Regions from separate parts of the Pan troglodytes genome. Here regions 2 and 3 are each linked to region 1. Evidence: chromatin contacts called from public HiChIP or PLAC-seq data. All regions are on one chromosome and are shown on one strand. The core of a region is the stretch at or near the end of the contact, and the rest is flanking DNA. Distances in the headings are between cores, read along the strand shown.

Evidence for each region. HiChIP or PLAC-seq counts read pairs in DNA pulled down with a chosen protein or histone mark.
Region 2: a contact with region 1 is called in an H3K4me3 HiChIP or PLAC-seq map of stem cell-derived excitatory neurons, with 2.0 times the contacts expected there. The contact joins the promoter of GATD3 here to the promoter of RRP1 in region 1. A contact is called at or near these places in 1 of 7 Hi-C or Micro-C datasets (induced pluripotent stem cells) and 1 of 1 datasets of contacts at active chromatin or transcription factors (stem cell-derived excitatory neurons).
Region 3: a contact with region 1 is called in an H3K4me3 HiChIP or PLAC-seq map of stem cell-derived excitatory neurons, with 4 times the contacts expected there. The contact joins the promoter of PWP2 here to the promoter of RRP1 in region 1. A contact is called at or near these places in 1 of 7 Hi-C or Micro-C datasets (stem cell-derived neural progenitor cells) and 1 of 1 datasets of contacts at active chromatin or transcription factors (stem cell-derived excitatory neurons).

Annotation. Positions count from the first base shown.
Region 1 is chr22:44,379,974-44,382,937 of NHGRI_mPanTro3-v2.0_pri, forward strand. It overlaps RRP1 (ribosomal RNA processing 1), which reads left to right and starts at 1,494. Exons shown (of 14, transcript XM_016938625.3): 1 at 1,494-2,113. The coding sequence starts at 1,981.
Region 2 is chr22:44,729,145-44,732,108 of NHGRI_mPanTro3-v2.0_pri, forward strand. It overlaps GATD3 (glutamine amidotransferase class 1 domain containing 3), which reads left to right and starts at 1,408. Exons shown (of 6, transcript XM_054675320.2): 1 at 1,408-1,648; 2 at 1,912-1,964. The coding sequence starts at 1,508.
Region 3 is chr22:44,701,752-44,704,715 of NHGRI_mPanTro3-v2.0_pri, forward strand. It overlaps PWP2 (PWP2 small subunit processome component), which reads left to right and starts at 1,476. Exons shown (of 21, transcript XM_531577.8): 1 at 1,476-1,695. The coding sequence starts at 1,678. It overlaps TRAPPC10 (trafficking protein particle complex subunit 10), which reads left to right. Exons shown (of 23, transcript XM_054675317.2): 23 at 1-809.

The DNA of each region.
Region 1 (2,964 bases), core at 244-2,743:
CAGCACTTTGGGGAGGCCGAGGCAGCCCGATCACCTGAGGTCAGGAGTTCGAGATCAGCCTGGCCAACATGGTGAAACCCCATCTCTACTAAAAACACAAAAATCAGCCAGAAATTGCTTGAATCCTGGAGGTGGAGGTTGCAGTGAGCCAAGATCGTGCCACTGCACTCCAGCCTGGGCAACACAGCGAAACTCTGTCTCAACCACAACAACAACAACAAAAAGAACTAATTCAGATTCTAAAACCAGTTGCTAAATGTTTCCTAACTTTTTTTTTTTTTTTTTTTTGACAGAGTTTCAAAATCTGTCGCCCAGGCTGGTGTGCAGTGGCATGATCTTGGCTCACTGCAATCTCCGCCTCCTGTGTTCAAGCAATTCTCCTCCCTCAGCCTCCTGAGTAGCTGGGATTACAGGTGCTCACCACCACACCCAGCTAATTTTTGTATTTTTAGTAGAGATGGGGTTTCATCATGTTGGCCAGGATGGTCTCAAACTCCTGACCTCAGGTGATCCACCTGCTTTGGCCTCCCCAAGTGATGGTTGGGATTACAGGCATGAGCCACCACTCCCAGCCTTTTCAACTTTTTATGAAAAATTTCATACATAGAAAATGTCAGAAGATAGGTCAATGAAGACCTGTAGACGCCACAATTGTATTTTTTTGAGACGGAGTCTCACTCTGTCACCCAGGCTGGGGTGCAGTGGTGCGATCTCGGCTCACTGCAAGCTCCGCCTCCGGGGTTCACGCCATTCTCCTGCCTCAGCCTCCTGAGTAGCTGGGACTACAGGCGCCCGCCACCACGCTCAGCTAATTTTATGTGTTTTTAGTAGAGACGGGGTTTCACTGTGTTAACCAGGATGGTCTCGATCTCCTGACCTCATGATCCGCCCGCCTCGGCCTCCCAAAGTGCTGGGATTACAGGCGTGAGCCACCGCGCCCGGCCAACGCCACAATTGTTAACAGTGTGCCATAGTTGCTTATCTGCATACACATATGTGCGTGTAATGATTTACTTTTTTGCAGAATGAATTACAGACATCATAACAGGTCACCTTTACCAAAAAGTTCTGCAGTTATTTCTAAAAATAAAGAACATTTTTCTGCTTCAGGGTATGTCAAACTATGGCCCTAGGCCAAATGCAGCCTCCCCGGTTTTTTTTTGTTTTGTTTTTTGAGACAGAGTCTCACTCTGTCGTCGCCCAGGCTGGAGTGCAGCGGCGCAATCTCGGTTCACTGCAACCTCCGCCTCCCGGATTCAAGCAATTCTCCTGCCTCAGCCTCCTGAGTAGCTGGGATTACAAGCGCCCGCCACTACGCCTGGCTAATTTTTGTATTTTTAGTAGAGACAGGGTTTCACCATGTTGGTCAGGCTGGTCTCAAACTCCTGACCTCGTGATCCACCCGCCTCAGCCTCCCAAAGTGCTGGAATTACAGGCGTGAGCCACCGCGCCCGGCACACCCCTGGTTTTAAAAATAAAAGTTTCGAGCCGACAGTGGTGGCGCCCGTGGTCCCAGCTCCTCGGGAGGCTGAGGCTGGGGGATCCCTGGAGCCCGCGAGGCAGAGGCTGCAGTGAGCCGAGATCGCGCCTTGCACTCCAGCGTGGGTAACAGAGCGAGACCCTGTCTCAGGAAAAAAATACAAGTGGGGTTATAAATAAAATGAGATTAAAAACAACAGATTTTTGCCTCAGAATCCCGACCCACCGCAGCCCCAGCGAGGCGCAGGCGCAGGCGCGCGCTCGCTGGTTCCGCCCATGCGCACAGGCAGGGAGCGCGCGCCCCCTCTGTAGCCTTCGGCCTCCGGGGGCTGCAGTTGCGCGGCTCGGCCACTGCGCGGCGGTGGCGTGCGCCTGGGCGGTGTCGCGGGCTGTGACGTCACGCCACGCGCCGGGGCCAGGAGGAGGCGGGCGCAGGAGGCGCGTGCTCAGTGTGCTGGGTACCAGGCGACTCCGGGACAGGGGGTCTCGGCCGTCGGCGTCATGGTTTCGCGCGTGCAGCTCCCGCCTGAGATCCAGCTGGCTCAGCGCCTGGCGGGGAATGAGCAGGTGACCCGGGACCGGGCGGTGAGGAAGCTCCGGAAATACATCGTCGCCAGGACTCAGCGGGCCGCAGGTTGGCGGGGGTGTGGGCGGCTGGCGTCTCGGGGGCCGGCTGGGCTGGTGCGGGTGTGGGCGGCGGCGGCCGGAGCTGGGGGCCCTCCGAGCCCTGTGGAACCTCCACGTGGCCGGGCCGGGCAGGCGGGGTCCACGGGCCTGTTCCCGCTGTTACCGGCCCACGGCCCCCGCCGCCGCTTTCCCTCGTGGTGCGGTGACTTCTGGTCCCTCTGCGAGAACGCTCCTCCCCAGCCCCCTAACCCCTTTCCTAGCTCAGGCGTCCCCTCCCTCCAGTAGACCATGTACTCCTGCTGCCCTGCTGTTTGGGCACCCAGTATTTTTCCCTCATGGCAGCATTTCCCACTGTTTGCAGTTTTCTGTTTGCGTTAATTATTGGATTGTTTTCGGATTTCCACTCGAGGGTACCTCTCTGAGGGCCGAGAATCTACTTCTTGTTCATGGTACCCGGTGGTTCTCCGAGCGTGGTCCCCCAACAGCAGTAGCATCCCCTGGACATTTGTTAGAAATACACGTTCTATGCCGGGCGCAGTGGCCCAAGCCTGTAATCCCAGCTACTTGGCATGTCGATGGGGGAGGATCACAAAAGCCCAGGAGTCCAGCCTGGGCAACATAGCAAGACTCCATTTCCATCGCAAAAGAAAAGAAAGAAATGCAAGTTCTAGGATCCCAGCCCTACCAAATCAGGACTAGCATCTGCTTTATGAAGCTGTTCAAGTGCTTCTGCTCCCCACACTCAGCCTGAGAACCACTGCTACAGGAACAGGTTGCCAGACACATAGGACTTCAGTGAATGTCAACTGAGTAATGTTTTAAATTAAAATTTTTTGTTATTTTTGTGAGTGAGACCTC
Region 2 (2,964 bases), core at 158-2,657, 350 kb after region 1:
TTCCTTTCTGAGTGGCGCTTGGTGTTTTTTTGTGCCATCCCACAACCCCATCGCTCCCACCAGCTGATGCTCCCTGGCTGGCCGCTCCCCAGGAGCTGAGAAGCCTGAAGAGGGCCAGGCACGGAGGAGCAGGAACGAGGACAGTCAAATGTGCCAAGCTTGTCTTTGGTTGTAACTGGTAATGTCCCATGTCTGTTATTCTAGTTCCCCACTATCTTGCGAGGATTGGCAGTAAAGTCCTAGTGATGGACAACGCGGCAGTGGGGAAAGTGACAGCCGTGGCTAGATCATCAGATGTGTCTGTAGAATCCAGTGTGTCCCTGTGAACATCCGCCAGCAGTAACCATTCACATTATTTCAAAAACCTGAATTATTAGGTTGAAAATGGGTAAATCGGGGAAAAAGCCAGCACTTATCCAGCTATTCCTCTGTGAACTAACCCATGCATAACAAATAGATTTTTTTAATGGAAGAATTCCAGCTAGGACCCGAGCAGCTGGGATCTTCACACTGACCGTCCATGCTGTGAACGTAAAAAACAAAAACAAAAAAACAAACCCAAACAGCGCCCGGGAATGGTGGCTCACGCCTGTAATCCCAGCACTTTGGGAGTCCGAGGCGGGCAGATCACCTGAGCTCGGGAGTTCAAGACCAGCCAGACCAACATGGAGAAACCCCGTCTCTACTAAAAATACAAAATTATCCTGGCGTGGTGGCGCATGCCTGTAGTCCCAGCTACTCGGGAGGCTGAGGCAGGAGAGTCGCTTGAACCTGGGAGGCGGAGGTTGCGTTGAGCCGACTTCGCGCCATTGCACTCCAGCCCGGGCAACAAGAGGGAAACTCCGCCTCAAAAAAAAAAAAAACCCAAACAGAATCGGCGGCTCACTTGCCCCCAGACTAACCCAGATCAAGCCCCTGGGTGGAACTGCAGTTTCCAGGATAGAACATCCCGGGGTCAGTAAAACCCGGAGGGGTCGCTCCGTGGGAGCCGGAGCCGCGAGGAGACAGTCATGGAAGCGGAGGGGTAGTCCTGACCCCGCGTGGGTCCTGACGCCGAGATTAAGACGAGTGGCCATTTAGGAGGATGTGGACCCTGGATGCTCGTGGTGAGTTAAGGATGAGACGGAGGTAAGGTAAGAAGCGCCGGACTGAGCCGCCCCGAGGCAAGACTGCTCTGCGGATGGCGGAAAGGGTGCGCCGCCTGTGGAGGCGTCCGATGGGGGCGGGGCTGGGGGCCCCGGGAGTCACCAGCATCCCTCAGCCTCGAGCACGAGCCCTCAGCCACCACCGGAAGGAAGACAGGGTTCCCGGAACTCTATTCGGAGGCTCTGCGCAGGCGCGGGCCCGCCCACCGGCGCACTCACTGGATAGGGCTGAGACGGGGGCGGGTCTTGGCTCCGCCCCGAAGGCTGCGCAGGCGCGGTCCCGACGAGCAACGCGTTTGTAGACGGGTGGGTGCGCACGCTCTGTGCCTGCGTGACCTTCCGACCCCGCTGTCCTCACCGCAATGGCGGCTGTGAGGGCCCTGGTGGCCTCGAGGCTCGCTGCGGCATCTGCATTCACGTCCCTGTCCCCCGGCGGTCGGACGCCTTCCCAGCGCGCAGCCCTTCACCTCTCCGTGCCGCGCCCCGCGGCCAGGGTCGCGCTGGTGAGTGGACGGAGGGGGTGAGGTCAGCTCCCGCCTCCAGAGATCAGCCTTCGCTGTTCTCTGCCCAAGGTCGGCCCCTCTTCCTAGGTCCGCTCCCGCCGCCCCACGTCGGCTCCTTCACCCCGAGTCACCTCCTGCGGCCCAGGTCGGCCCCATTTTCCCGGGTCAGCTCCCGCGGCCCAGGTCGGCCCCTTTCCCCCCAGTCAACTCCCGCCGCCCAGGTCGGCCCCTTTCCCCCGGGTCAGCTCCCGCTCCTCTCGCAGGTGCTGTCTGGATGCGGAGTCTACGATGGGACCGAGATCCACGAGGCCTCGGCGTAAGTCCTCAGGGGCAGCTGGTCCTCCACCCCGGGGGCCTCGAGAAGGCCTCTCCACCAGTGAAGTTTACTCTTTTTTGAACAGCTTAGAGAAAGCATGTATTTTATTTTATTTTTACTTTTTGTCTTTTGAGACAGCGCCCAGTCTGGAGTGCAATGGCGCGACCTTGGCTCACTGCGGCCTCCGCCTCCTGGGTTCAAGCGATTCTCCTGCCTCAGCCTTCCGAGTAGCTGGGACTGCAAGCATGCACCACCACACCCAACTAATTTGTGTATTTTTAGTAGATACGGAGTTTCACCATGTTGGCCAGGCTGGTCTCAAACTCCTGACCTCAAGTGATCCTCCCGCTTTGGCCTCCCAAAGTGCTGGGATTACAGGCATGAGCCACTGCACCCGGCCGAGAGAGCTTGTATTTTAAATACCCTATCCTTGGCTAAAAAAAAGCAAAAACGACTCGCAAAACCCAGGGAGACGCTAAGGAAGAACAGTTTTTAAGTGTCGCTTATACTGTCATCTAGAGCCTAGAAATGACTTAGCATTTCATTTGAGTGTTTTTCAGGACACACACATTTTGAAAACACTGAGATCACACTCACCCGTGTTTTGCAAATGTTTCTGACGCATGGGAAGTAATTCCCATTCATTCAGTTCTCAACATCATTTTAACAGTTGCGTGGTATTTCTGGGTCCTAGACAGGTTACTGTTTATGTAACTGGTCAGCTGTTGCTGAGTGCTTGGTGGCCTGATTTCCTGTGTTACTGGAAATGACTGCAGGCCGAACCAGTAGGGCAGGAGGCCACCACGCGTGCCAGGTACCTGTAGTTCCCATGTGGTTCAGGGTGAACTGGAGAGGGGAGAGCTAGGTGGTGGCGAAAGGGGTGTCAGGCCATGGAGAGTGGCCTGAGGCTGGTGGCTTTGTGGGTGGCCCACCTTGGCCGGTTGGAATTGGCACTAGACAGAGTGAGCTGGGGGAAAGGGCCAGGATGTGTTTCATGATT
Region 3 (2,964 bases), core at 226-2,725, 320 kb after region 1:
TGGTTTGGTTGATAAAGAGATGTTAAATAATTGTGAAGCCAGATATGCAATGTGTATCTGAAAAGCAAGGAATTTGCAGCCGTTTTACAAATATCTGTGGAACATGTAAATACTGTCAAATGGAAAATAAAATGTTATAATTTTTGTGAATTTCATGGGATGTCCTATGATTGGAAAAATTATAACTCTTCTGATTCTAATGTGGAAATTGTTGTATTTAATCTGAAAATGACTTTACCTACAACAGTTCCATTGTCAGCACAGCCTAGGAGGGTCAGATTCCTGTATTAATTACTCTTAGTGGAGATGCCAGATATCCCATACAGAATTAGCAGAGAAAATACACACAGGCTTCTATTCAAATTTTCTTTAGTGCTTAAAATTAAGTTTTAAAATGAAATCAGACACTGCAGGTTTGTATATAAAATGAAAAGCTATACTACTTTTTATAAAAGGGCAAACTGGGCTGATGTAAATGTTTTACTTTCAACTGTGTTCTTTAAAATAAATCCTACCTGGTTTTTAAATTTTATTTTTCATGAAAATGCTCCTTTCTCTACATTTATTCATCCTATATACATCAGGCTGTAAGACCCCCCCCAGGCATCATTAATACAATGTGTTGGGATTCTGTGACTGGAAAAGGTGACAAGTTGGTGACTTTGACACTGCAGGTATTCCATTTTCATGGTTTACTATGAAAAGTCATTTTTCATATTATGTAATATATTGTTAGATTAAAACCATTGTATTAAGACTGTTTAAAATGTAAGCATTGTAATTCTGAAAATACACATTTTAAGAAGAAACTATTTTGCACTGGATCTTTTGCTGCGACATGGTGTGACAACAGTATGTAATGTGAAGATTTTATTGTTTTATCTCCCTAGTCCTTGTTCCTGACTCTTGGGCATAGATTATTTGCCTTTTGGGAAACATTCGGATTTTTTTTTTTTTTTTTTTTTTTTTTTTTTTGAGACAGTCATGCTCTGTTGCCTAGGCTGGAGTGCAATGGCGCGATCTGGGCTCACTGCAGCCTCCGCCTCCCAGGTTCAAGCCATTCTCCTGCCTCAGCCTCCCGAGTAGCTGGGACTACAGGCATGCGCCTCATTTTTGTACTTCAGTACAGATGGTGTTTCACCATGTTGGCCAGGCTAGTCTCGAACTGCTGACCTCAGGTCATCCACCCGCCTCAGTCTCCCAGGCGTGAGCCACCGCACCGGCCAGCATTCGGAACTTTATTCATAATTCCTTACCCAATAGTTCACAAGAACGAAGACATTTGGGTGTGCAGAGCGCTCTCAGATGTTGTGGACGCTGCTGTGCCAGGCTGGGCGTCCGTGCGGAGCGCGCCCAGCGCTGGAGCGCGCCTAAGAGGCGCCCTGCTGTGTGGCTCCGGGGTGTGGGCGGGGCCCGGAGAAGGCCCCGCCTTGGGAGGGGTTGGGCCTCTTGCGTTCAAACTCCGCCTCGGGGCGGGGCGAGGGCGACGCAGCTCCTCCTGCCTCCTGGGCCGCTGCGGACGGTGGTGCGCGACCCCGTCCCGGGCGCGCGCGCTGTGGGCGGTGCACGCCGTCGCTTCCCGGAAGTGCGTGCTGTGGGCGGTGCCGCGCGGACCCCCGGGAAGTGTCTCTGTGGGCGGCCGCCGGGTTGAGCTGCGGCACACGTGCGACGGCCGTGATGAAGTTCGCTTACCGGGTGAGCGCGGGCGGCGGGCGGTCTGTTGGATCGGCGCGGCTCTTCCGGTGGACGGCGCCTGAGCTGGCTCCGGGCGGGCTGGGGGCGCGTGGTCTGCTTTTGCGGCGTCTGGCCGCGTGGGGGTCGCCGGCTGTCTGCGCGCCCATGGCCTCGGGGACGCGGGGCTGTGGTGGGGCTCCTGGGAGAGCTGGGACGGAGGCGCCGACGGCTTCTCGGAGGGAACAGGGACATTTGTCGGGGTCCCGGGATATTTTTAACCTGAGTATGGCCCAACCTAAAGGCTGGAGTTGGTGCAGTCGGGGAGGGCACAGCACCCTCGGGAGGGATGAGGAGGTGGGACGGGGCGGGGACGCGGGCGCGCGCAGGCGGGGTGAGAACAGCAGGGACCCGGGGCCCGGGGCTGCCCCCTAACGTGCGAGCGTCCAGGTGAGCGGAAGGGCGGGGAACCCAGGTGTGAGCTCTGTTTCCCGAGGCCGGAGGGAATTCCTGAGGCGGACGCCCTCAGCTTTGAGAGCCAGGGAAGACTTGTCCCAGATGTGAAGTGCGGGAGGCGGGTGAGACAGGTAATAAGAGGGGGCCGCGGAGCCGGCCTGGGGGTCTCTGAAGCGTTTGCTACAGCTGGCTGGTTATGGGGACGCCTGTGTTTCCCACAGTGGCCCTGACCGTTGCGCTTCCAGGGTTGCACGGGCCGCCTGCTGCTGAGCCCACCGTGTACTACACTTGTCCTGTCCGAAACTGGGCGTGGCACTGGCCCCTCAGAGTGCTGCTCCTGTGTCCCCTGTGCTGGTGGAGGCACCGCTGTGTGCCCAGCACCAAACCAGAAACCATATCCACGTCCTCACAGGCCAGGACTTCATCCGCTCCACATTCCTACTGCAAGGTGGCAAAAAATGTGCCTTGGAGCCTGCCTGGCCGCTTGAAGTCCTTCTGCTGACCAAGCTCCTCCCTGAGGTCCTGAGGGCGCTGCCCACTCACAGCTTCAGGGCCTGGCTGGTGCCTTCCCATTTAGATTCCAGCTCAGGTGACCCTTCCAGGTGCCTCTCCGTGACCGCCCTCTAAAGTAGCCCCTCCTCCCACACTTCCCATCCCCCTCCTGCTAGAGAGAGAATATAAGGTGTGCGTGTCTGTGCGCATGGCAGTCTCCAGTGAACGCTCGTGCTCGTGAGTTAGTAAATAGGATGCTGGCTTACCACACTTCTGAAAGCCCTGAGTTCTAAGCACTTTTGGGGTGCTGTTCCATTGTTGCAGCTTTTTTCTTGGTGAAGTGTG